5 separate regions of the Mus musculus genome follow, and regions 1, 3, 4 and 5 are each linked to region 2. Evidence: chromatin contacts called from public Hi-C and HiChIP or PLAC-seq data. All regions are on one chromosome and are shown on one strand. The core of a region is the stretch at or near the end of the contact, and the rest is flanking DNA. Distances in the headings are between cores, read along the strand shown.

Region 1 (4,258 bases), core at 1,578-4,077, 300 kb after region 2:
TGATTCCCTAGGACATTCTACATAGAAAACAACGCTGTCTGTGATACACTTTCCCCCCTTCTAATCTATGTTCCATGATTTGCTTTTCTTGACTTATTACATTGGCCAGGATTTCTTTTTTTTTTTAAGATTTATTTATTTATTTTATTATATGTGTGTACACTGTAGCTGTCTTCAGACACTCCAGAAGAGGGCATCAGATTTTTGTTACAGATGGTTGTGAGCCACCATGTGGTTACTGAGATTTGAACTCAGGACCTTTGGAAGAGCAGTTGGTGCTCTTAACTGCTGAGCCATCTCACCAGCCCCCTGGCCAGGATTTCTATTGCAATATATTAAATAGAAGTATTTTTCTTTATAACTTAAAAAGAAAAGCTATGGACTGTCTTAACTGGTTGCAGTTGAAGCTGCCTCTGAAGAAACGAGGGAAGGCAAGTGATGACATAGGTTGAGGGACCCCAACAGCTAAACAGATGAGTTTAAAATTCAAAATCAATGATATTTTATCTCAAAAGTGACATGGTCACGTTTTCCATGGCTGCAGGGTGAGAATGGGTGGAGAGTAGAAGCACAAAATGGCAGCAATTTAGGCATGAGTTGGGGGTGACATAAACCAAACTGGTGCAAACAGGGACGTGGGAAGTGTGACTGAGCATAGACCTAGGAAACGTTTGAAGCCAGGCTTGATAATGGATTGAGTCCAACGGCTGGGGACAGAACAGCAACAAGGCCGTGTCCATATTTCTGCTTGGGTGGTAGGTGGCAGCCACATCACTGAGTCAGGGTGTAGAACGAGAAGAAAGCTTGAGAAGGAACTAAGGGTCTCATTTCTGGTCATATGTTTGAAATACCTGAGTGCCAGCGAACCTCCTGGGCAAAGGAACCTAGAAGTTATGATTCAAGGTTCTAGACACACATGACAGTCGTTTCTCCAGTAGAGGGGATAGGTGGAAGGTCAGCTCAATAAGCCTGGGAGTCGTGAGGACAAGGGTGGAGCCCCAGAGAGAGTGGAAACATGGAGAAGAAAGCTCTTCTTGGAGTCCCGGGAAGTGAGCTGAGAGTGGTGGTCAGAGAGGCAGGAGGGAGAGAAGTGTCTGTGGGTGGGGGTGGGGATTCAGAGAGAAAGCAGACCACAGTCAAAATGTGCCACCCAAAAAGAATGTGAGGAAGGAAGATATCTCAAGCGTGAGGCACAGGCCGGCAGGTGTCCCAAGCTCCTGATCCAGGCTCCTTGTGAGGTCTCAGCCACATCTCAGCCTGTACACGGGTAGAAAGATTATGATGTCTCAGCCGTTCCTCCGCCTGTACACGGATGGGAAAATTGCTTGTTTCTGCAACTCATATACAGGAGGTGTTGATAAACCTGCCAAGAATGCTTAAAGCGCTTGTAAAATATGATTTGGATTCTTGGCAGAAAGGAAAATAACATTTTTTAAGTGCCACTTTTAGTAATGAGCGTGACTGTTGATGATACAGTTCTGGGTTTCAGGGAGAGATGTGGGGTGCAGGAGGGACCTGAGAGAGGTCAACAAGCAGGTGACATCAGAGGTTCCCTGTGAAGGCCTCAACTCAGGGCACAGGGATGCACTAGAGGTGGGACCAAGGAAGAGTCCAGGAACACAGTGATGCTCAGGGTCCAGGGATGTAGGTGGGAGACAGAAAGGGATGCCTGGCTGGAGATGCCTGAGGCGGATGGGAAGAAAGTCATGTGAGTTCAGTGGATTCAGATACAGGGAGGGAAGGCTGTGCCTTTGGAAAAATCACACAAGTTCTTGGAAACCAAAGGGTAAAATGCTTCAAGAAGGAGGTTTTGATAAGCCATGCCAAGTGCTGCCTTTAGAGCAAGTAAGATAAGAACCAAGAAGTGACAGTGAAGAGAGAGAGAGAGAGAGGGAGAGAGAGAGAGAGAGAGAGAGAGATTACTTTTTCATTTGAGAAAAATAGTTTGTAATGAATTCACCATGAAGCTCAGCTCAGCCTGTATGTGAATAATGTGAAAGTGGCCGCAGCCCTAGCCAAAGGCTTCATTTTTCCTTCCCTCTGTGCTGGGCCACAGTCCATGCATCCATCTGACATTCCAAAGTAGTTTCGATATGGAGAGACACAGGGGAAGCACTCAGCGTTGCTAAGTGTAAATGGTCAGACAAGCCACAGAGGGCCACTGTTGCAGCACCCAGGGGCCACCACGCAATGTCCCCCATTTGCTTCCCAGGCAGGTTGCAATGAAAGCCATCTCACATACTGCGGCCATCTATGGGAGCTGGGGGTGGCAGGGAGCACACACTTGCTGAAGTGCTAGGCCGTCCATCCCCACAAACTGCCCAGACACTGAGTACCTCAGGAGCTCCCTCTACCTCAGGTTTCTGTGGCTTTCTGGCCATTCTGGCATAATGAGGTAACAGGCAGTTTGGCACACAGGGGCGCTTCAAAGTTCCCTCCGCATTTTCTCAGCCTCACCATTCTGTATTCACAGAGTCAAATGGGGATTTGGATGGAATAAGGGAACTGCTCCTGGCTTCTACCAGCAGTGTTTCTATGGAAACAGGTATTGGAAGAGGCAAACACATGGAATTTTAAAGAATTTTAACTCTTATCTTCTACCTCCCTCTCCAGCTGTTTGGGTGAAGGCAGGGGGTAGAGAAGACTGGCAGGAGCTTCCTGGGCACGGCTGGAATCTTCACAAAGCTGACCAGCCTCTGAGTGCTCACCGTAAAGCAGACAGTAAAATGGCAAAGGAAGGAGAGTGCCAGCCAGAGCCTCCTTAGGCTGCTCACAGTTGGCCTAGTGGCCCAAGGCTTTTGAGGCTCAGGTCACATTTCCCGGGTAGCCGAGAGTCGCTGCTGAAGCCACTCGCCCTGGAAAGCAGGGCAGGTGTCTGTCACACAGGGCAGGTCTCTGTCCAACATAGTCATCCTAAATAGCCAGGCCTGGATCCCAGGAGACAGTCCATAGTTCAGGCAGTCCATGGGCCTCAGGTTGCCTAGCAGAGTCATCTCAGGGCAGGCTGACCCTTGGGAAGCTCTGACCGTGCCAGCCTCTGTCAGAGACTGAAGTCTGCATTCGTCAACTAGGCCAGAGGCTTCCAGCAATTTGGGGGCTGGCCTTCAGTCTCACAGTCTCATTTTATACCCCCCCCCATAAAGCTTGATCAGCTACTCCAGCCAACAGCTGCTTCTCTCCCATGTGCGTCTGTCCGCTCTACACAGCACACCCTCCCTCCTGCCCCAGAGTGCCGTTGTCCCATGTGAAAGTCCCACCTTGAGCTGTGAGAGGTGGCTTAGCAGGATTTTCCCAGGAGCCATGGAACACATAGGAAGCCTTGGATGCCTCCGTCCATCTCAGTCACCTCACCCTGTGCACGCCCTCATTCTGGTCCCAGCACTGGTAATTTGTCTGTGCACCTGTCCCCCTCGTCTGTGACCTCCTCAGAGGCCAAGGCCATCTGTGTGTCCCCAGAACCCACCACTAGGGCCTGGCTCCAAGCAGGCTCTTGGTAAATATTTATCGAATAAATCACTCCCTCCGCCTGGAACCCTCTCCCCATGCCCCATATGTCCAAATTCAAACCATCTGTCTGGTACCCATTAAGCCAGCGTCTCAAAAAAAGCCTCTCTGCCGAGTTGCAATTTAACTTAATGCCAGCCTCACCTTTTGTCAAGAGCTCACTTCTGGGGCCAACACTGCCAACAGAAGGATAACTCAGCATGTCTAGGAAGGATGCTAGTTCTACTGCTGACCCATGCCCCTGAGATAAGGGCCCACCAGAGACTGAAGGAATGAGGTGCCAGGCTTGGGCCATGCTCACCCGTGAACTTCAACTTGTCTCTTCTTCCTTCCTGAGACCAGGAAGTTTTAGTGGAAGAGTCACATTAGTTTTTAAATCACCATGGTTGTTGTCATCATCATCATATTTATTTGTGTGTATATGGATGTGTGTGCTCATGTGTACACATTTTTAGCCTTGGCTGCTATCAAGTTAGAGCCAAATCCAGTGTTCAAGGGCAGTCACCATCTTACCAGGGGTTCCTGAAGGATTATCTTGCCCTCCTATGTCTGATCTTTACTTTTTAAATATCCTGTTGTGTTTGGAAGGTTATTGTGTATTGCTTCCAGCCTCTTGAGAGAAGCAAGGTGTGAATTCCAGGTTAAGTCACAAAAACTAGGACTCAGAGCTTCATCAGAGTGCCAGGATGCGCACTCTATGAGGGTGGATCTATAAGAGAATGTGTAACAGCTCTGTGTCTGCAGAACCTTGGTT
Region 2 (4,127 bases), core at 989-3,488:
TGCAAGAATGAATGGAAAATATTTGTTAATTGACAGATCAGGTCACAAACCAAAGGCTGGAGGCTAGATCCTAGTCTATCATTGAAGGAATTCAGGGCAGGAACTCAAACAGGGTAGGATTCTGGAGGCAGGAGCTGATGCAGAGGCCATGGAGGAGTGCTGTGCTACTTCCTGGCTTGCTCATGGGTTACCTAGCCTGCTTTCTCATAAAACCCAGGACCACCAGTGCAGGAGTATCACCACCTATAATGGGCGGGGCCCTTCATCATCAATCACTATTTAATCACTAGAAAATGCCTTATAGGCTTGTCCACTTTACAGCCCCATCTTCTGGAGACGTTTTTCTCAATTGAGGCTTCCTCTCTGACGACAATAACTATGTTAAGTTGACATAAAACTAGACAGCACAGCCAGTCTGCACTAGAGTCTGCCTCCTGGATCGCATATGGAATAAGGGGGTTAGGGTCATTCGACATGGGGGACCAGTGGTAAGAGCCCAGAGGTGTAAGGCTTTGTGAATGAAGCTGCTGGACAAGCTGACTTTACTGTGTCCTTAGGAATCCTGGGAACTGGGATACGGGCTCATCTGCTGAGGCCCGAGCATGGAGCATCGTCAGAGGCACTGGGGAAACCCCGGGAGCCAAGCCAAGTCCTTGCCTTGCTTGTCATCCTCTAGAATAATGACAGTCCTGTTCAAGGGGCAGGTGTGGCGCTTAACTGGCAGTCTGTGGGCTCCTCACAAGGAAAGCACTCTGACACCCGAGCTCCTGGTCATTTTTTTCCTGTCTGTCAGGTGGGGGTCGGGCTGCAGGAACGATTCATCAGCCACTTGGCACTGCCACATTGACCAACACGGAGCCGAGGACAGGCAAAAGAGCTGGGTGATGGGATGTACCAGCCAGATTGATTGCAAGAATTAATGGAAAATATTTGTTAATTGGATAGCAATTAACTTAATGCACATAATTCGGTGTGCAAACCACAGTCATACAGAATACAGAGCAAAGAAAACTGCCAGGCAGAGCAATACCAGGTGCCTGCTGTCAGCTCCACTCCCCTTCTGCCAGGAGCTTAAATGTGTCCTTTGGCATTCCTGAGAAAAGATGACTTTTTTTGAAAGTAATTTTTGGCTGGGAAGATTTGGCCACATCATTACCAATGAGTCTATTTTGTCATGCAGGATATGGCCTGTTGACATCCTTCCATCCTCTACTGAATGTCCCAAGAATGGACGCAGTTGCTGCCACGGCCCCATGAGGTTTTAGTATGTGCAGAACCTGGGCAGCAGCCCTGGGAGCCCTTCTGGCAATCTTATACCTGGAGGAATACTCCATACTGGCTCCTGCCCACACTCCTAGACATCCCTGCAGCTTCCAGCATTTTCTACAGATTTGGCCTTGCCTCTCTGCACAATGAGCCATTCAGAACACTCGCACAGTGCTTCCTACGCGATGGTATTGCTGCATGAAGTGGGGTCTACTCCCCGGGACATCCATAAGAGGTGAAATCCCAATAAGGACCCCAGGGATGTGTGTGTCCATTGCATCATGAGAAATCATGTACTGCTCTTACCGCAGCAAATAAACATTACATGCTTGCTGTTACCTCCCAATCTGTGGCCTGCAGGTGCATAGAATGTGACCCAGAACATCTCTACATGACAACATCATGCTCAATGTCAAAAGGTAACTAGGGCGATGCTAGGTCTCCTTCAAATCCAAATAGGCACACACTGTGGCTATCTACATATCCATATGTAAGTCCCCTGCCCTTCCAGGGCCACCATTCTTGCCATTTACAGCAAAGGGATGCTCAGAGAAGTTAACTTGGTGGAGATTTGGACTCAACTTACATATGAAATTCGCCACTTAGGAATTGTAAGCACAGCAGAGGGAGTGCTAGGGTATGCTCATCCCACCCGAGGTCCAGAGACATGAGACCTGGTTGAAGTCCTGTTGACACCAATGAGGGCAAGCAAAACATATCACCTGTCTCTGGAGCCTGGGTTTCCCTGTGCAAGACAGAGACAGCAGATGCTCTGTGTCTAGGTTGCAGCGAGGACTGAGGTCATACACGCTGGAGCTGGAGCGCAGTGTCAGCTGAGAAGTGCAACACACAAACTAGTTAATGGCTTTATTCTCCTGCCCCCCCCACCCCCCCCCACTATGGTGGAAGAGGAAGAAGCTCAGAGAATGAGGAAGTTGCAGTAGGTGGAACTTCAGAGTTGCCATGGGAACCAAAGCTCCGAGGCTGATCAAGGCAGGAAATACCATCTGGCTTTAAAACACCAAAAAAGCCTCCACTCACCCCGGACTTCTTTCTGTAAACAGTGAAATTAACAGCATCCCCGGCTGCCATGTCAGCCCAGAGCGAGCATGGGATGGCTTGTCATTCTCTTGCTGTCCATGGTCAGATCTGATCTAGACAGAGCCCCTCAGGAGATTCGGATTCACTGGCTGTCATATGCAGAGACTTAAGTCACCCGGTAACCCTGAGCTGAAATGGGAGGAAACCCTCCCTCTCAACCTCAACCCTTCCGCAGCCTCTGCAAACCTGAGGGAAGGATATAAGTGGTACCCAGAGACTGCAGCAGGGAAACAAGGGTCGCAGCCAGTCCCAACTCTGGAACATCAGGTCAATGACAAAGCAAAGTCAGATTTTCAGTAAGTTCACTGTGACTTTCCCTCCTGCCTTTGCTATTGCCCTTGCTTCCTGGGAAACGCTAGGCTTGGGACTTCTCTGGCTCCCCATAGACTCCAAGCACAACGTTTCTTGAGTCTTGCATCTCCCAGGAATCTGGCAAGGGGAGAGCTAGCACATCTGTTGGTGTTTCTGTAAAGTGCACATATGAAAATGAACGGGGATGCGGTTTTCAAACAACAGGGCTGTGCCCTTAATGCTTTTCAGGATCCAGGGGGAACACCCTCTTTTTGACAGCCCCTCAGGGTGAGCACTCACAGGGATGGTGACTTTTACCACAGGGATTGCCAGGAACCACGTAGGCAGAGAGCACTACTGGGAGTCTGGACTCAGGGTGCTGTGCTGTGCAGCCTCACTTGCCCTCTCTGAGCCCACCTTCTACATCATAAGAGAGTTCTGTGGGAGTGTCTCAGGCACCTTCTCCAGTCTTGAGGTGCTGTGACCTGAGAACCTGTTGCTGCTGAAATCACCCGATGCTTTCTTCATCCAGTAACACCAACCAGAGTTTAAAGTCCTCTGTGACTGGGCTCTAGAAATTTCCTGGGAGTGAGACTTGGGGAGGAAAATGGTCTCCATGTCCTTCAAGCTAAGGGGCCACCTCAGACCATCATGTCCACACAACTCTAGAGCCTTTACCTGTCACAAGGAGTGTCGGTGGCCAAGCACTTGGCTATGTTTGCTCTAAGTCACCCTACTACATTCTCCGACACCCAGACTGTGCCTGACTGAGCACCTCATCCACGAGGCCATGGGCAGCTTCATTCCTGGGCTTACGAAGGCTCGTTCTGCAGTGACACCCTCCCTCACTTGACATGGAAAGTCTCCTGGGGCACTCACTTCCCAGGCTCTGGAAGGGCAGGCCTTTCCAGCTCCCTGCACCTGCTTGGCGCTGTTGGAACTACTTCCCAGTAGGCAGCAAGCTTCAGCAGCCAGATGTCGGATCTCTGGGGCTGCCAAGCGCTGAGCACTACCTAAGCCATGGGGGAGAGGAGACCTGGGAAGTGCCGTGTGTGACTGCTGCTCACCTGCTTCCCAAGGCAAGAGGATGGTGGGGAGGATGGAGAGCAGCCAGAGAGAACACAAGGAAGGCCATTGAAAGGCCTCAGCCCTCAAATCAAATGGCTCCACTGTTCACTCAACCAAGAGAAAGGATGGTTTGCCTACCTGATCACCTAGCAGGGTTACATTACTGTGGAACCGTTCAGTCTCAACAGCTCCCTCCATAAAGTGGGAGAATAAATCCCTCCTATTGTGATAATGGGGGGAATTAAGTAAAAAAAGGTCTCCCTGTACATACCACACAGTAGGTGCTGAGCAATATGTAAAGACCTGAATGCCTGTAATCGTAACCCTCAGGAGAGAGAGGCAGGAGGATCACAATTTGGAGGCTAGTCTGGATTATATAGCTATATTCTGTCTCGGAACAA
Region 3 (4,357 bases), core at 1,466-3,965, 260 kb after region 2:
TCCCACAGCAAGCGTGACTGCCCAGAGGCAAATATGCACTCCAAAGCCACGCTCAGGAAGAAACATTTCCCAGCATGCTCTGAGAAGCACAGACCGTGACTCTGTCCAGTACCCAGGGGCCAGGCCCTCAGGCTGTGCTCGGGGATCTCCTCTCTGATTCGTTACCAACTTCAGCCAAGGGCTGCCTGTCAACCTCACCAAAGCCGTCACTTCTGGCCTCTCAAACCTGATGCCAGTCCCGGGCAGGCCAGCCCATCCTCTGCTGAGAAGCTGAAGCTGAAACCACAAAAGAAAGGAAGGAAAGAAGAGGCCCCAGTCTAAGGCTTGACCCATGTGACTTATAAGTCACTATTGTGTATGTTCTACATCCAGTAGTGAACTGTTGGAGATACAGTCTGAAAGCAGAAGCTTTTCTAAAAGGGTCCTGGAGCCTACAGGATGCACTCCCCCCTCCCCCTCCCTGCTCCCCTCCCCCTCCCTGTTCCCCTATCTCTATCCCCATCTCCACCCCATCCCTGTTCCTCTCCCCATCCCCATCTCCACCCCCCATCCCACCCCACCCCCACCCTACTCCACCCTAAGGATTAGACCTGGCACTAAAGTGACTTAGATAAAATAGATTACTTATTAAATGTCCTTCTGGGCCCAATGCAGGGCCAGTCTCCTTTCTAAGTCTCTTCTTTAATCTTCCCACACTGTCCTGAGAGGTAGGAATTGTTCTTTCAGATAGAAGGCCTGAGGCTCAGAGACAGCATGACAGTCCCCACTCTCTGGCCAGTCCTGAAGCTGAGTTCCCCACATCCCCCCTCCTGTATCCCCCACCCCCACACGTGTAGCTCACACGCTGCCCTGTCAGCTGAGATTGATCGTCATGAAGCAGGCTGCTTTTTAAAATTCTCCTTTTAGCCATAGCGTTTTTAAATTAATTTTTGAGGTTAGCATACAAAGTAATGGATTTCACTGTGGCATCTTCATGTGTGGGTGTCATTACACTGTGTCCTCATGGGCTGTCTTCCTTACTGTCCTCCTCCCCAGGGGCTCATGGCCTTCCACTCTTTCTTATACAACATCTCTTTCAGAGGAAAGCAAACCCTTGACTCATCTCCACCTTGGGACTTTCCTCAAGGATTTTATTTCCGAATCTGCTCCACAGAGGTTCTTATCAAAACAAGTTAGACCCCTGTGTCAGCCCAGGACTTCCTTGGGAGGGCTGGAACAAGCAGGGTTGTCCCTGACGTGATACATGGCAAGCATTCCCAGGTCCCTGGAGGTGGAGGGATAGGAAGGAAGGTGGGGCTGTCATTGCCTCTGCAAGGCCAGAGGGGTCTAGCATCTTCATAGGGTGCTGATCGAAATGCTATCTAACTTCCAAATGGGTTTCTCAAAGTGATCAAGGAGCAGATGTAGAATACAAATCAAATAAAGAGGTGACATCGAAGCACGCTGGACCCTGTGGATGCTGCCCCTAGCCCTGCCAGATCTGCCACACTGGAGACTGTATCTCTCTAAGCACTCAGCAGGTAGCTGGGTACCACTTGGCCCCACTCCATCTTTGATCACCTGTAGCTTTTACTACTGTGCCCAAAACCAGGATGGGGATTGGGGAAAAAAAATCCCTGATATGAACTTTTCCCTGTGAATGCTTCCCATTAGCAAGACGCAAATGGAACTGGTTAGCAGGGGATTATGGGAAATGTGACTGGGAGGCCTGAACACCCCTGCAACACAGAGAAGAATATATGGATGAGAGAGTGAACTATGAGTATTGCCTGGGTCGCAGCTACCAAACCCTGTTGCCTTGGGATCTAATTTCTCACATGGATTGGTCCCCAGTGAGGCGGCAGCCCTGGACTGGCTCTGCTCAAGGAGAGCCGTGACATTTATATATGTAAAGGCTTTCTGAAAGGGGAGCACAATTCTGGGGTTTTAGAAAGTAGGAAGGAGACCAAGACACAGCTCCATGCTGCCTCTCTCGGCAGCCTGAGGAGTCCCCTCATCTTCTAGGAACCTTAGTGTGGGTCAAACTGAGATTGGTGGCTTCGGAGCAAAGAATTTTAGGTCGAACCACTTTAAACATAGAGTTAAATATGAGAGGTAGAAGAAAGAGAATTCAGAAGGAAACACAAGGCCTGCCTGAGGGCACGGACTTGGGAACTGCGGAGAGTAATACACACACCCACGTGTGGGCAACAGGCTCCTCAAAGGACAAAAGTCCTTGTCTTATTAGTAATTCTATATGCTATTTTGGAGATGCTTGAGTTATATCTCAAAGGGTTGCTAAGAAACATATATTTCCTTCTCTCTATCTTTTGATAAGTGAGGTGGGTCTGAGCCGGCAGAGATGGAATTGTAACCTGACAGGCTGCACAAGAGGGTTAGTACTTGCCTGTCCCTGTAAACAGGGCGTCTAGTGAGAATCCTAGGAAAGCACACGTTTGCACCTGTGACAGGGCAAAGGCCTTAAGCAGGGGCTAACCCCGCCGGAACTCTTGCATCCCCGCTGGAGAGAAAGGTCAGCTGTGTTCCGGGACGAAGCCTCCTCTCTCCTCATGTCTCCAGTTTTCCCTGTCTTCCTACCTGCCTCTCACACTGTTTGACTGCAGTGATCTACCACAAAAAGCCAGAGAAGGCTGGTGAACCCTAGGACTTCTCTCAGAAGCCCTCGCCTCCTCCTCTTCCTGCCCACATCCCCTCCCCAACAGGAAGTCTTGGGTTAGGTTGCCGGAAGCAGACAGTGAAGCAAGTGTTGCCTACAGGAAGGGAGGTGGGAATGAGACCCAGGAGCAAGGACTGCAGAAAGAACTCAGAGAAGCAAGACCAAGTCCACAGCTAGATCAGCCTCTCTTCCTTCTTCACCATCACAGCCCCATCACTGACTGACATTTCTTATTCATTGATTGATACAACAGTCCCCTAGAGTGAGACTCGGTGCCCAGTGGGGTACTTGGGCAGAGCATAGTATAGCACCCCTGGAGACTTAGCTGGCTATTCAGTGGCTGAGGAAGAGGCTCCCTGGGCATCGTAGTGAGACCCATATTTAAAACAAAGAATACTTGGCACAGGGTAGGCCAAATGTCGTGTTGTGAGCTGGTCATCTTGTAACCCGGAGGGTAGCTTCTAAAGAGGCTTCCTTCATTACTCAGGAGCAAGAGTCCTTCCTCATCCAGGCCAACGGCCCTCTGAGTAGTTGACAATGATGAAGGGAAACTGAGTGGCAGGTCGCTCGGTAAACTGCGTCACATGACACCTGTGAGCACCTGAACTAATGTGTTGCACACGCTCACATGAACACACACACACACACAATTTTTAAAGTAACAATAAATTTTTACAAAGCAGGAGAGTGTTTTTCTCTCCCACCCATTCCATCTGGCCACGCACACGCCCCCACATGCTTTTTAATATAACCAGCAAAGAATCCACCACCGGACAGACCACATTCTACTCCTAGTTGCCTTTGGGATTCTTCAGATGCTGGCAAGAGATCGGCAAAGAATTTAGGGCTCTGCCCTTGGGGGGAATTTCTTTCCATTTTCTCCTTGTGGAGAGTGGTTTGCATCTTTCCCACCCAGGTAAAGTGGTCCATTTGCATAAACATGATCTTTTTGGAAGGTGTTCTGTGATTTCCAATCATCCCTAGAAATAAAATCACAGCTCCTGTCTCACCTTCCCTTGAAGTGTTTTCACACTTTAGGGAATTGCTTACTGTCACCTGAATGTAGAATTGGGTGGGTGTTCAGTTTCAAACTGATACTACTCACAGCTGTCTACAGGGCTTCTCAAGGTGTCAAAGTGGCTTTGGAAGGTGTTTCTGAAGATGAGGTGCGGGATCCTCTTAGCTCTTAAAGACACAGGCCTGCCTCACCTTAGGGACTGCCCCCATCCCATGCCCCACCCCACCTCCACCCCAGGCATTCTCCTGACAATGCAGTGCGTATGGACCACCATTGCCCTGGCTGCAAATGCTCCGCACACAGTGAGAGGAAAGCAGGATTCCATGGAAACAGCTTCCTTCCTGAGTTTTCACCAACTCCAGTGAGAGAGCCTGCGTCTTAAATAAAACAATTAGGGATGTGGCTCGATGGTAGAGCACTCAGCTCATGTGCACAGGGTCCTGTGTTTGATCCCTGGCACTACTAAACAAAATGAAACTGTGATCGCACTCGTGTGTGTGTGTGTGTGTGTGTGTGTGTGTGTGTGTGTGTGTGTGTGCGCGCGCGCGCATGTATGCCTGCGTGCACATGGAAGCTGGAGACGATCTCGGGTATTGGTCCTCACCTTTCACCGAGTTTGAGACAGGATCTCTTTATATTCAAGGCTTCCTACACCAAGCCATATGCCCAGGGTTTCGCCCAGG
Region 4 (3,954 bases), core at 922-3,421, 470 kb after region 2:
GCTGGAGCTCAAGCGAGAATTTCAGGGGCTATCCAGGCTAACAGGTTCTGACCCACATCGTCCATTAGCACCCCACTGGATGCACATACTGATGACCAGACCTGCCCACTAAAGCTGACCCTACAGTGGAGGGTACGGCCCTCTGAACAAGCTGCCTGAGTGGCTTCTGTTCATGGGAATGGAGACGCTTTTAGCTAGCATCCTACTGCTGTGTTGGCAATGGAAGCAGTACAAAGCTGACTCGCACACGACCACGTCACTCACCGTCGCTGGTATCTGCACACACCAGGGTCCTGTGCTCCTTGGTTTATTCTCCATCCCTACACTACACTGGGACTCTATGCCCGGCGATGAGCTAGCTATGCTCGCCTTCCTTGTGCTCCCGAGTATGGCAGGGATCTGGAGCTCCTGGGATGGCGCGCTCTCTCTCCTTTCATTTGTGACCAGCATGTCAGTCTGTAAAGCTCCAACCCCATGCTCAGAAGGCAGGAGGGCCACATAGTGAAGACACCAGCCCAAAACCACTGGCTGCCTCTTATGTGTGGCTAGGGGTGGGGTCCAGTGAGCTTCCCATCAAATCTCTGTACAACACCATCCCCTCAAAAAAAAGCTATCCCCACTGTAAGGGACCCAGACCCAGACCTCACATTCAGGAACAGGTCACAGGTGGCTATGAACAAAATTATATGTTGTTTCTTGTTCTGTTGGGTTTTTTTTTACATCTAGAATAAATTATTTAAATTATTTCATAGCAAGGGAGAGGGATATTTGTCATCTTTTTTTTCTTTTGAAGATTTTGTCATATTTTTTTAAGATTATGTTTTTATGTTCTTGGGCTAATGGAGCAACACTGCCCCCTGACACAGTGACCACCCAAGCAGCAAAGCCGCCCTCGGCTCCTTCCTTCTTGCCTTGGGAGCTTTCTTTCTGATGACTCAGGAACTTTGTGTGAATGAGGGAGAACGCTTGGAGATGAGCTTGTACCCACCTTAGCTCTACAATAATTCTGCTTCCTAGAACAAAACTTGAGGTTGTATCCCAGAGGGAAACGGGAATCAAGATACGGACCTATGCTTTTCATATGAAACCGTGCCTGAAGCCGTTTGAGTGATTGTTTGAATGTTTCTTAAATTCCTTGTACCTTTGTAAAAAAGTAAATAAAAAAATAATTAAGAAATAAAAGTTAAAATAGACACAGAATCGTGCAATGTAAGAATATGACAATCTACTGTGGGTGGTAATTCCTGCCTGTAATCCCAGTTCATGGAAGGCTGAGGCAGGAAGATTGAAAATTCCAGACCAGCTTGGGCAAAGGAGTCTAAGACTCTGCCTCAACCAAAATAATAATAAATAATAACACCAGACTCGATATTGCAATGCTTGGCGATTTCCTTTTTGTTAATTCGTTCTACAAGTACCAATTTAGCACTAGGTGTCTGGACCAGATGATACCGGACCAGGTTGGCAAACTGGTCAGTAAGGTCCGAATACCCTTGAAGTGCTTCCACTTGTGTTTGAGAGAATTCGTGAGGGGCAGGATGGGGCAGGGTGGTCAGGCGGCTGTGGGTGGAGAATGGACGCTTCCTGAAGAAGGAGATAAGCCACACCTCCATGTGATTGGGGGACAGTGAGCAGCAGCTATACCTTAAGCAAGAACTGCAAAATGCCCCGGCTAGAAACAGGGTGGGTCATTCACCCATCAAGGCAAGAGAAATCAGAACATCTTCAGGGCCTGGGGCTTTGAAGTTTTAGCCTGAAGATAATTGGGGCTTCTTGGAAGTATGTTCCAACTTCACCCCCACCTGCCCCCACATGGCTGACCATAGGGAGGAAGCACTACAGGAAAAGAACAAAATGAGGTGTAGAAAATGTAGGCCCTCTGGGCAGGCCACACCACCTACTACGCACCTCCGCAGTTTGCCAGAAGCCCAACATCATCAACAAGCGGGAAGCCAACCTTCCAGTGAGCCCATCAGTGCAAGCACCCGCGTTCCTATCTATAGTGACCTCCTCCTCCTCAAGGTGAGAAAGAGTGGAAGGATGCTGTGCCGCGGATCCAGCACTAGGTGGGACCAAGCATCAACTCTCCAGCAGGTCATCGCCCCTCCAGTTTGCCACTGGGAGCTGGGTCGCCCGCCCCGCCCCGCCCCGCCCCTCCCCGAGCAAGGTTTCGATTTCTGCACCAACCCAACCCGACCACACTGCACAGAGAACAGCGGTTGCCACTGAGAATGGCGAGCGAGACTACCGAGGCGCGGGCGCCCTTTCAGCCCGACGGGGCGTATGGCTGGCGCTGTCCGGAGCACAGCGAACGCCCGGCTGAGCTCTTCTGTCGCCGCTGCGGCCGCTGTGTGTGCGCGCTCTGCCCGGTTCTGGGTGCGCACCGCGGCCACCCGGTGGGCCTGGCCGAGGAGGAGGCTGTGCGTGTGCAGGTGGGAAGCCGCGAGGGCGTGCACCGCAGGTCTGGGCGGGCGGAGATTGAGCACAAGAGTAACCGTCAAAGGAGGGTCAAATCCCGTTAGGACAGGGAAACTAAAGGGGGACCCTGAGGTCCTCTAGATAGTAGACAGTAGGATCGGGAGGCAGAACCCTATGGAAGTGCAAAAGTTGCTCAAACCACCAGCGAAGCTTCCCAAGATTGGCTTGGGGTACAGGAGGCTCAAGCTGGTTAGTACTCACACGTTCTTTACCGCTTCTGCTAGGGCAACTCCCCAACCAGAGTCAAGGACGCGGGAGGGACGTTCGCCTAACAGAGCACAGGGGAGGATGAAGTTGGAAAATTGGGAGTTTACAGCCAACCTGTGATATGTAGAGAGACTATCTCAAAAGACCAGATTGTAGAAAAAGAAAACTGTATGTATGCGTGTGTTCCATGAAGCCTGGAAATGTCTCTGGACCCTGGAGTTCATAAAAGGCCATTCTGAACTGGGACCTGATGGCCTATGTTGTTTTGCTAAGTCAATAAGGTCCCTCTTCCTGCCTTGAATCCGGCTCCTCCCCCTATGCAAATACACCACTGTCCCCTCTCCCACCCCACCCACGGAAGAGGCTTGTTAATCACAGCCTTATCTTCTATAGATAACGAGAAAGCAGGACCCCCAGCCGGCTGCCCTGGCTCTGCAGAATCTATTCTCCTCTCTGCATTTGAGGAAGGCAAGCTAGCCAGAACCTTCTGAACCCCCGGGGCTGATTTTATGTTTATCTCCAAGAAGTCTTTGTAATTCTGCCCAAAGCACCTTCCTTTCTGCTCTCTCCTGACTTAACCACCCTTGACAAGACTACAACTCCAATCTGAATTGGGCCTGAGGGAGGACAGTCTGACTAGTGGAGTCCTGCCCCTGCTTCCAGAACCATCCTTCAGCAACTGTGAAATGACTGCTAATAAGGATCCTCAAATGCTGCTACTCGGAGACCCAAGGCTATGCGTCAACCTAGGCACCCTTCCTCTGTCTATCCACAGAGCCATTCCTTCATCAAGCACATACTCAGCACTCAGCGCCATGGCTTGTACCGTGAGCCAAGTCAGAAATCAGATCCTCGCCGCATCTGGATGAGTTAGTTGCCTGGTTGGTCAGGGGTAGGATAGTAGCACTGCAATGTACTACATATCATACTAGGGAGCCCAGGGTGGTGGCCAGTGAGAGCCAGAAAATAGAACTTGGGGCAGGAAGCCACGCAAGCACTTCCCCAGGGAAGTGCCATTGGGTGGACATGAGCTCTTCTGTCGCCGCTGTGGCCGCTCCGTGTGGGCGCTCTGCCGGGTTCTGGGTGCGTACCGCCGCCACCCGGTGGGCCTGGCCGAGGAGGAGGCTGTGCGCGTGCAGGTGGGAAGCCGCGAGGGCGAGCGTGCAGCGCAGGTCTGGGCGGGCGGAGTTTGAGCACAGGAGTAACCGTCAAGGAAGCGCTTTGAAGGGTAAATAGAATTTCATGGGATCAGGAGACAGAAATTCCAGT
Region 5 (4,416 bases), core at 964-3,463, 280 kb after region 2:
TTTCCTTCGGCCCACTGAAGAGAAAGGACTTGACAGTTCCTAATGCCACAGCAAACACGTGACCTGAGATAGCCCATAAAAGAAGAAAATTTTCAGGAAGGCGGGGTCAGGGGAGCTCCTGCCTCCATCATCCCAGACCAACCTGTACAAACCGACAACCATGCAGGAAGACACATTTGTTCTGAGTCTCTCAGTCCCCACCCCTTGAGTTCCTGGTGCCCTTGAAGAATGAGCCAGGCAGCCTGGCAGGCACAGAGAGAAACGGAACCCCACAGCTTCAGCCTGGCCCCGGCTCTGTGTGAAGGGGAGGTAGCTTCCACCTCCCACAGTTACCCAGTCTTAGGAAACAGAAAACCAAAGAGCTTTTGTGATAATGACCTTGAGGCTGAGAATCTGCAGCCGGAGCACATATCTGTCACCCTAGAATTGACAGGCGGGGTGTCTGCCCTGGTGAGCAAGATCATTTATCATGTTCAGGTAGAAGCAGAGTCCTTGAGGATCGTGCCAAGTTCTTCGCCACAACCCCGCCCAGTAGCACCCAGCGGTACCTCTGCATTCCCAGCCATGGTTACCTTTGGGGATAAATGGTGATGGTTTTTCAACAGCGTAATTAGACCAAATCAAATTCTAGTCTTTTAATGGCTGTTAAATGCATCACAGATCCCTTATTGATTCTATTTAGAGAAAGAAATAAGTCCTGGCTCAGGCTCCTGCTGAGCAGACTGGCCAGCCACTAGATCCTCTCACCCAGTGGGTAGATGAGCCTGACGCGGGGTACATGTGCTGTGTTTGGCCGGGTATTAAGGACACAGAGGCAAAATGTCCTTGGAGAATAACAGCACTAGGGTCTAATGGCTTCTCCTTGACCTTGCAGGGTCGGAGCCACCCAAGGACAAGACCATCATTCTAGAGCAGCTTCGGAAGATCTCGCTTCCACTGTATAGCATCCTGTCAGCTCTCACTATCCTCGGCATGATCATGGCCAGCGCCTTCCTCTTCTTCAACATCAAGAACCGGAACCAAAAGTAAGCAGCCCTGCCCTATGCTGGGAGAATGCTTTTCTAGTGGGCCAGTCCCTTGCTTCACCAATGGGGTCACAGCATGGCAGGCTTTTCCGGTAGACCAGCCCCTAGAGCACAGTGGATATTTTGGGGTGGGTTCCTGAAGTATGCTGCCGTTGTTGCTAAGATACTGTAGGGCGCGCGCGCGCGCACACACACACACACACACACACACACACACGGTAAGGTGCAGCTGGACTGTTGGAGGACTGGGTTAAATAAAGTGGAAGTGATAAACCCAAGCCCATGGACCTTAGAGCTCTGGACATGCTCATCAACTTGAGTTACTTCAAGAGCAACGACACAGAAGACCCCAGAGTCCCCAGCTTCTCAGGCCCACTTCTAGCACCTTTAGGCACTGCTAGTAGAAATGAAGTGGTCCTTTCCTAGTGAGGTCTCCAGTGACAGAGCCCCCCCCCCCAATTGGGACAACCCATGTCAGTTCAGAAGGCCCCTCCCTCACATCTCATTTGACCCTTTCCATGACTCCCAGTGTCACCAGGGGTCTGTTGTCCATGAGTGGTCTAGCCTTTTGGTTCTATCTCAGCCTTTTGAGTGTTCTCGGCTCTCCCCAGGAAGTCCCCACTCTGAGGTACTGTGCTCAGCTGTCAGTAGCCAGGCCAGCACTCCTTGATCTTGACCAGGCAGCCATCTTGGCCTGTTTCCATAGGAAATCACTGAACCCACTCTTGCTTTGTCATGGGGGAGACTGGACCAAAGTTAGAAACCTGTGTTGGAGGAGCCTCACATGCACCCAGGGGACATGGGGCCCTTGCCATTGTCCCTGAAGCTGCACTGCATTCCCCCCACACTGGTAGGGACAAGGGCAGTACCAGGGGATGAGTTTTACTCTGGTGTTGCTCCTTTTTCTTCTTGCCAAGGAGGAGCTGGGAGCCTTTGAGCCCTGCGGGTTTGTTTGCTTATTTAAGTAATTGTTTAGGTCAAACCCATTTCCTGAAGAATAAATGCAATTCACCCGGTGTCTCTTCCTAGCCACCTGCAATTTGCACAGCCACTGGAACCAATCCTAAGTGAGGGTTGCACCTTTTGGCTTAAGGCTCAGGCATCCAGTTGCTTCGCAGTGCTGTCCAGCCCTCCTGCATGTCTAAGGAGATCCTGTCAGAGCTGCAAACTGCCTCACTAGATTAATTCTTTAACTTCCCCCTCGTGGCCTCTTGGAGAAATTACCAGAATGATTTATTCGGATGGCTCAGCCATTGAAAAATCTGCAAAACTGTGGGAACTCAATCTCCCTCCCATTTCTCTTCCTACCCACCATTTTGCAAACCACCCTCTCCAGGAAGCTCGCCAGTCCTATGCTTGAATCATTCGTAGAATTGCAGAATACAAGTAAAATGTTTGGGGAGCAGCTGGCTATTGCTACAGTCTATAAAAGGAACCACTCCAAGCCAAGCCAGTTGTGCCTGGGGAGCCAGGTACGCTGAGTCTTAAAAGTTCTAACCCTCTTGGAGTTTAGCTCAGCAAGCTCAAACTTGGTTTGCTGGGCACTTAGAGGCCACAGCAAGATTCCTGGAGGATGTTTGGGAGTGAAAGGCATACCTCCACTGGTCTGGTGAGAAAGAACAGAAAATGGTGTGAGGGCCCAATTGCCCAACTCCTGGCGTAAGGGTTGTGACTGGGAGACATGTCACTACCCCATTCCCCCTTTGCACATGGAACAGTGCCGGGGTAGGGGGAGGCTTTCTGAGTGTTCTAAGGGGGCTCACTTACCACCTGGCGAGCAGTCTCTGAGCAACCCAGCAGGGCTCTGTGATGTGTACAAGTTGGGCAGGGGAGCATGGTATGGGAACCACACTCTTCACTACACTCATTCAATTAGACTCCTGTTCCTGACCCTAACCCAAAATGCTGTAAGCTGAAAATTACAATAGATGAAGCTGTTGAAGCTGTTGCGTCGTGACCTCTCCCTGGTGGACTGATAAGTAGGCTTGAGGAAGGAGGTGGGACAATATGCGGCTGTTGAGGTTCTCTACAGAAGCAGTGGGCATCATCAGCCTGGAAGTGGACCGGCTCGGGGCCCTGTTCCCTCGTTCCTGAAAGTTTGGCAGCAGTGCTCACCTGGCATGTTTGGAAGACACTGTGTAACCTAGTGCCTCTTTCCACCAGGCTGATCAAGATGTCAAGCCCCTATATGAACAACCTCATCATCCTGGGTGGGATGCTGTCCTATGCATCCATCTTCCTCTTTGGTCTCGATGGATCCTTCGTCTCAGAAAAGACCTTTGAAACACTCTGCACGGTAAGCCCTCATGTATGTGCCAGTCATGCGTGACATAAAGATCTCTCCGTGGCCTTGTCATCGGACACAGCTGTGTGGAAACACACCGGGATGAGCAAGAAACAACCAGATTAGACCAACAGCTGCACAGCCCAGACAGAAGTGCCTGTGTCTGACTGCAGTGAGCACGGACAGTGGCTGGACCACTGAGGTGACTCTGTGGCAGACAAGCCACTGCCAGATGAAGGACCAAAACTAGAAAGCTCTGGAGGAGGGAGGTGTGGGATACTGGACAGGCAGGGGACGACACTGACCCTCTGTCAGGAACAAAAGCATTAGTACCCAGAGTCACTGGGGCATATGAGACGACACACCTTTGATCTGCTAGCCTTGATGTGGGAACCTGATAGGGATGTTTCAAACCAGTATTTTCATTACTGCTCAACACAGAAATCTGTTATGAAATATTTTCCCTAAAATCATTCCTCCTATAAGTGTGTGTGTGTGTGTGTGTGTGTGTGTGTGTGTGTGTGTGTGTGTGTGTGTGTGTGAAGGAAGGTATGTGTATGTGTGCACTGGTGCATAGGTTTGTGCATGTGTGCATATAGAAGGTAAGAGGTATACTTGTGTGTGTGTGTGTGTGCACAGATGTGTGTGGAGGTAAGTATGCACATGTGAGTATATGTGCGATTGGGTAAATATGTGTATATGTGTGGTTTTTTGTACAGGAAGTGTGTGCATGTGTGTACACGAATGTGCGAGTGAATGTGTACATGTGAGAGGGGGTGAGCATGTAAGGATGTACAGGTATGTGTGTGCAAGTGTGTGTGTGCAAGTGTGTATTGGTGGAGATGTGTGTGCGGGTATGTATGTGCAGATGTGTGTGTGTGCAGGTGTGTATGTGCATGTGTGTATGTGCAGGTGTGTATTGGTGCAGATGTGTGTGCAGGTGTGTATGTACAGGTATGTGTGTGCAGGTGTGTATGTGCAGGTGTGCATGTGCAGGTGTGTACTGGTGCATATAGAGGCCTGAGGTCAAATCTGAGTGTTGTTCCTCAGGAGTTCTCAAGACTTGCCAGCTAGGCTAGACCAGTTAGCCAGCAAGTCCCAGATACC

Evidence for each region. Hi-C and Micro-C count contacts between places; a contact is called where the count stands out from the background. HiChIP or PLAC-seq counts read pairs in DNA pulled down with a chosen protein or histone mark.
Region 1: a contact with region 2 is called in an H3K4me3 HiChIP or PLAC-seq map of forebrain, with 4 times the contacts expected there. The contact joins two enhancer-like sites. A contact is called at or near these places in 1 of 39 promoter capture datasets (neural stem cells), 3 of 484 Hi-C or Micro-C datasets (bone marrow-derived macrophages, hematopoietic stem cells and liver), 5 of 115 datasets of contacts at active chromatin or transcription factors (bone marrow-derived macrophages, embryonic basal ganglia, forebrain and 2 more) and 2 of 9 other capture datasets (adipose tissue and liver).
Region 3: a contact with region 2 is called in a Hi-C map of bone marrow-derived macrophages, with 38 read pairs. The contact joins two enhancer-like sites. A contact is called at or near these places in 3 of 484 Hi-C or Micro-C datasets (bone marrow, bone marrow-derived macrophages and embryonic stem cells), 11 of 115 datasets of contacts at active chromatin or transcription factors (DN3 thymocytes, the HPC-7 cell line, T-cell acute lymphoblastic leukemia and 7 more) and 2 of 9 other capture datasets (embryonic stem cells and liver).
Region 4: a contact with region 2 is called in a Hi-C map of B cells, with 2.0 times the contacts expected there. The contact joins the promoter of Trim14 here to the enhancer-like site in region 2. A contact is called at or near these places in 4 of 39 promoter capture datasets (cranial neural crest, embryonic stem cells, neutrophils and 1 more), 1 of 484 Hi-C or Micro-C datasets (B cells), 2 of 115 datasets of contacts at active chromatin or transcription factors (craniofacial prominence and large pre-B cells) and 2 of 9 other capture datasets (embryonic stem cells and liver).
Region 5: a contact with region 2 is called in a Hi-C map of bone marrow-derived macrophages, with 34 read pairs. The contact joins two enhancer-like sites. A contact is called at or near these places in 1 of 39 promoter capture datasets (neural stem cells), 1 of 484 Hi-C or Micro-C datasets (bone marrow-derived macrophages), 4 of 115 datasets of contacts at active chromatin or transcription factors (bone marrow-derived macrophages, embryonic basal ganglia, forebrain and 1 more) and 2 of 9 other capture datasets (liver and pancreatic islet).

What each region holds. Positions count from the first base shown.
Region 1 is chr4:46,708,945-46,713,202 of GRCm38.p6, reverse strand. All of the region lies in intron 13 of Gabbr2 (gamma-aminobutyric acid (GABA) B receptor, 2), which reads left to right. Among named protein-coding and RNA genes, the nearest start is that of Tbc1d2, 61 kb to the right of the region's middle. Within about 2 kb of position 2,827, at least 25 of the 459 cell types and tissues checked have an H3K27ac peak or open chromatin away from gene starts, as enhancers often do. A contact at or near this core is called in forebrain, where this site is marked.
Region 2 is chr4:47,009,237-47,013,363 of GRCm38.p6, reverse strand. No RefSeq gene overlaps it. Among named protein-coding and RNA genes, the nearest start is that of Gabbr2, 20 kb to the right of the region's middle. Within about 2 kb of position 2,238, at least 147 of the 459 cell types and tissues checked have an H3K27ac peak or open chromatin away from gene starts, as enhancers often do. A contact at or near this core is called in B cells, T-cell acute lymphoblastic leukemia, bone marrow-derived macrophages and 3 more, where this site is marked.
Region 3 is chr4:46,750,854-46,755,210 of GRCm38.p6, reverse strand. All of the region lies in intron 7 of Gabbr2 (gamma-aminobutyric acid (GABA) B receptor, 2), which reads left to right. Among named protein-coding and RNA genes, the nearest start is that of Gm32208, 97 kb to the left of the region's middle. Within about 2 kb of position 2,715, at least 40 of the 459 cell types and tissues checked have an H3K27ac peak or open chromatin away from gene starts, as enhancers often do. A contact at or near this core is called in T-cell acute lymphoblastic leukemia, bone marrow-derived macrophages and regulatory T cells, where this site is marked.
Region 4 is chr4:46,534,358-46,538,311 of GRCm38.p6, reverse strand. It overlaps Trim14 (tripartite motif-containing 14), which reads left to right and starts at 2,171. Exons shown (of 6, transcript NM_029077.4): 1 at 2,171-2,432. The coding sequence starts at 2,232. It overlaps Coro2a (coronin, actin binding protein 2A), which reads left to right. Exons shown (of 12, transcript NM_001164804.1): 12 at 1-1,375. It overlaps Gm16731 (predicted gene, 16731), which reads right to left and starts at 2,411. Exons shown (of 4, transcript NR_151695.1): 1 at 2,249-2,411; 2 at 989-1,141.
Region 5 is chr4:46,732,963-46,737,378 of GRCm38.p6, reverse strand. Gabbr2 (gamma-aminobutyric acid (GABA) B receptor, 2) reads left to right here. Exons shown (of 19, transcript NM_001081141.2): 10 at 875-1,025; 11 at 3,189-3,321. Among named protein-coding and RNA genes, the nearest start is that of Tbc1d2, 85 kb to the right of the region's middle. Within about 2 kb of position 2,213, at least 9 of the 459 cell types and tissues checked have an H3K27ac peak or open chromatin away from gene starts, as enhancers often do. A contact at or near this core is called in bone marrow-derived macrophages, where this site is marked.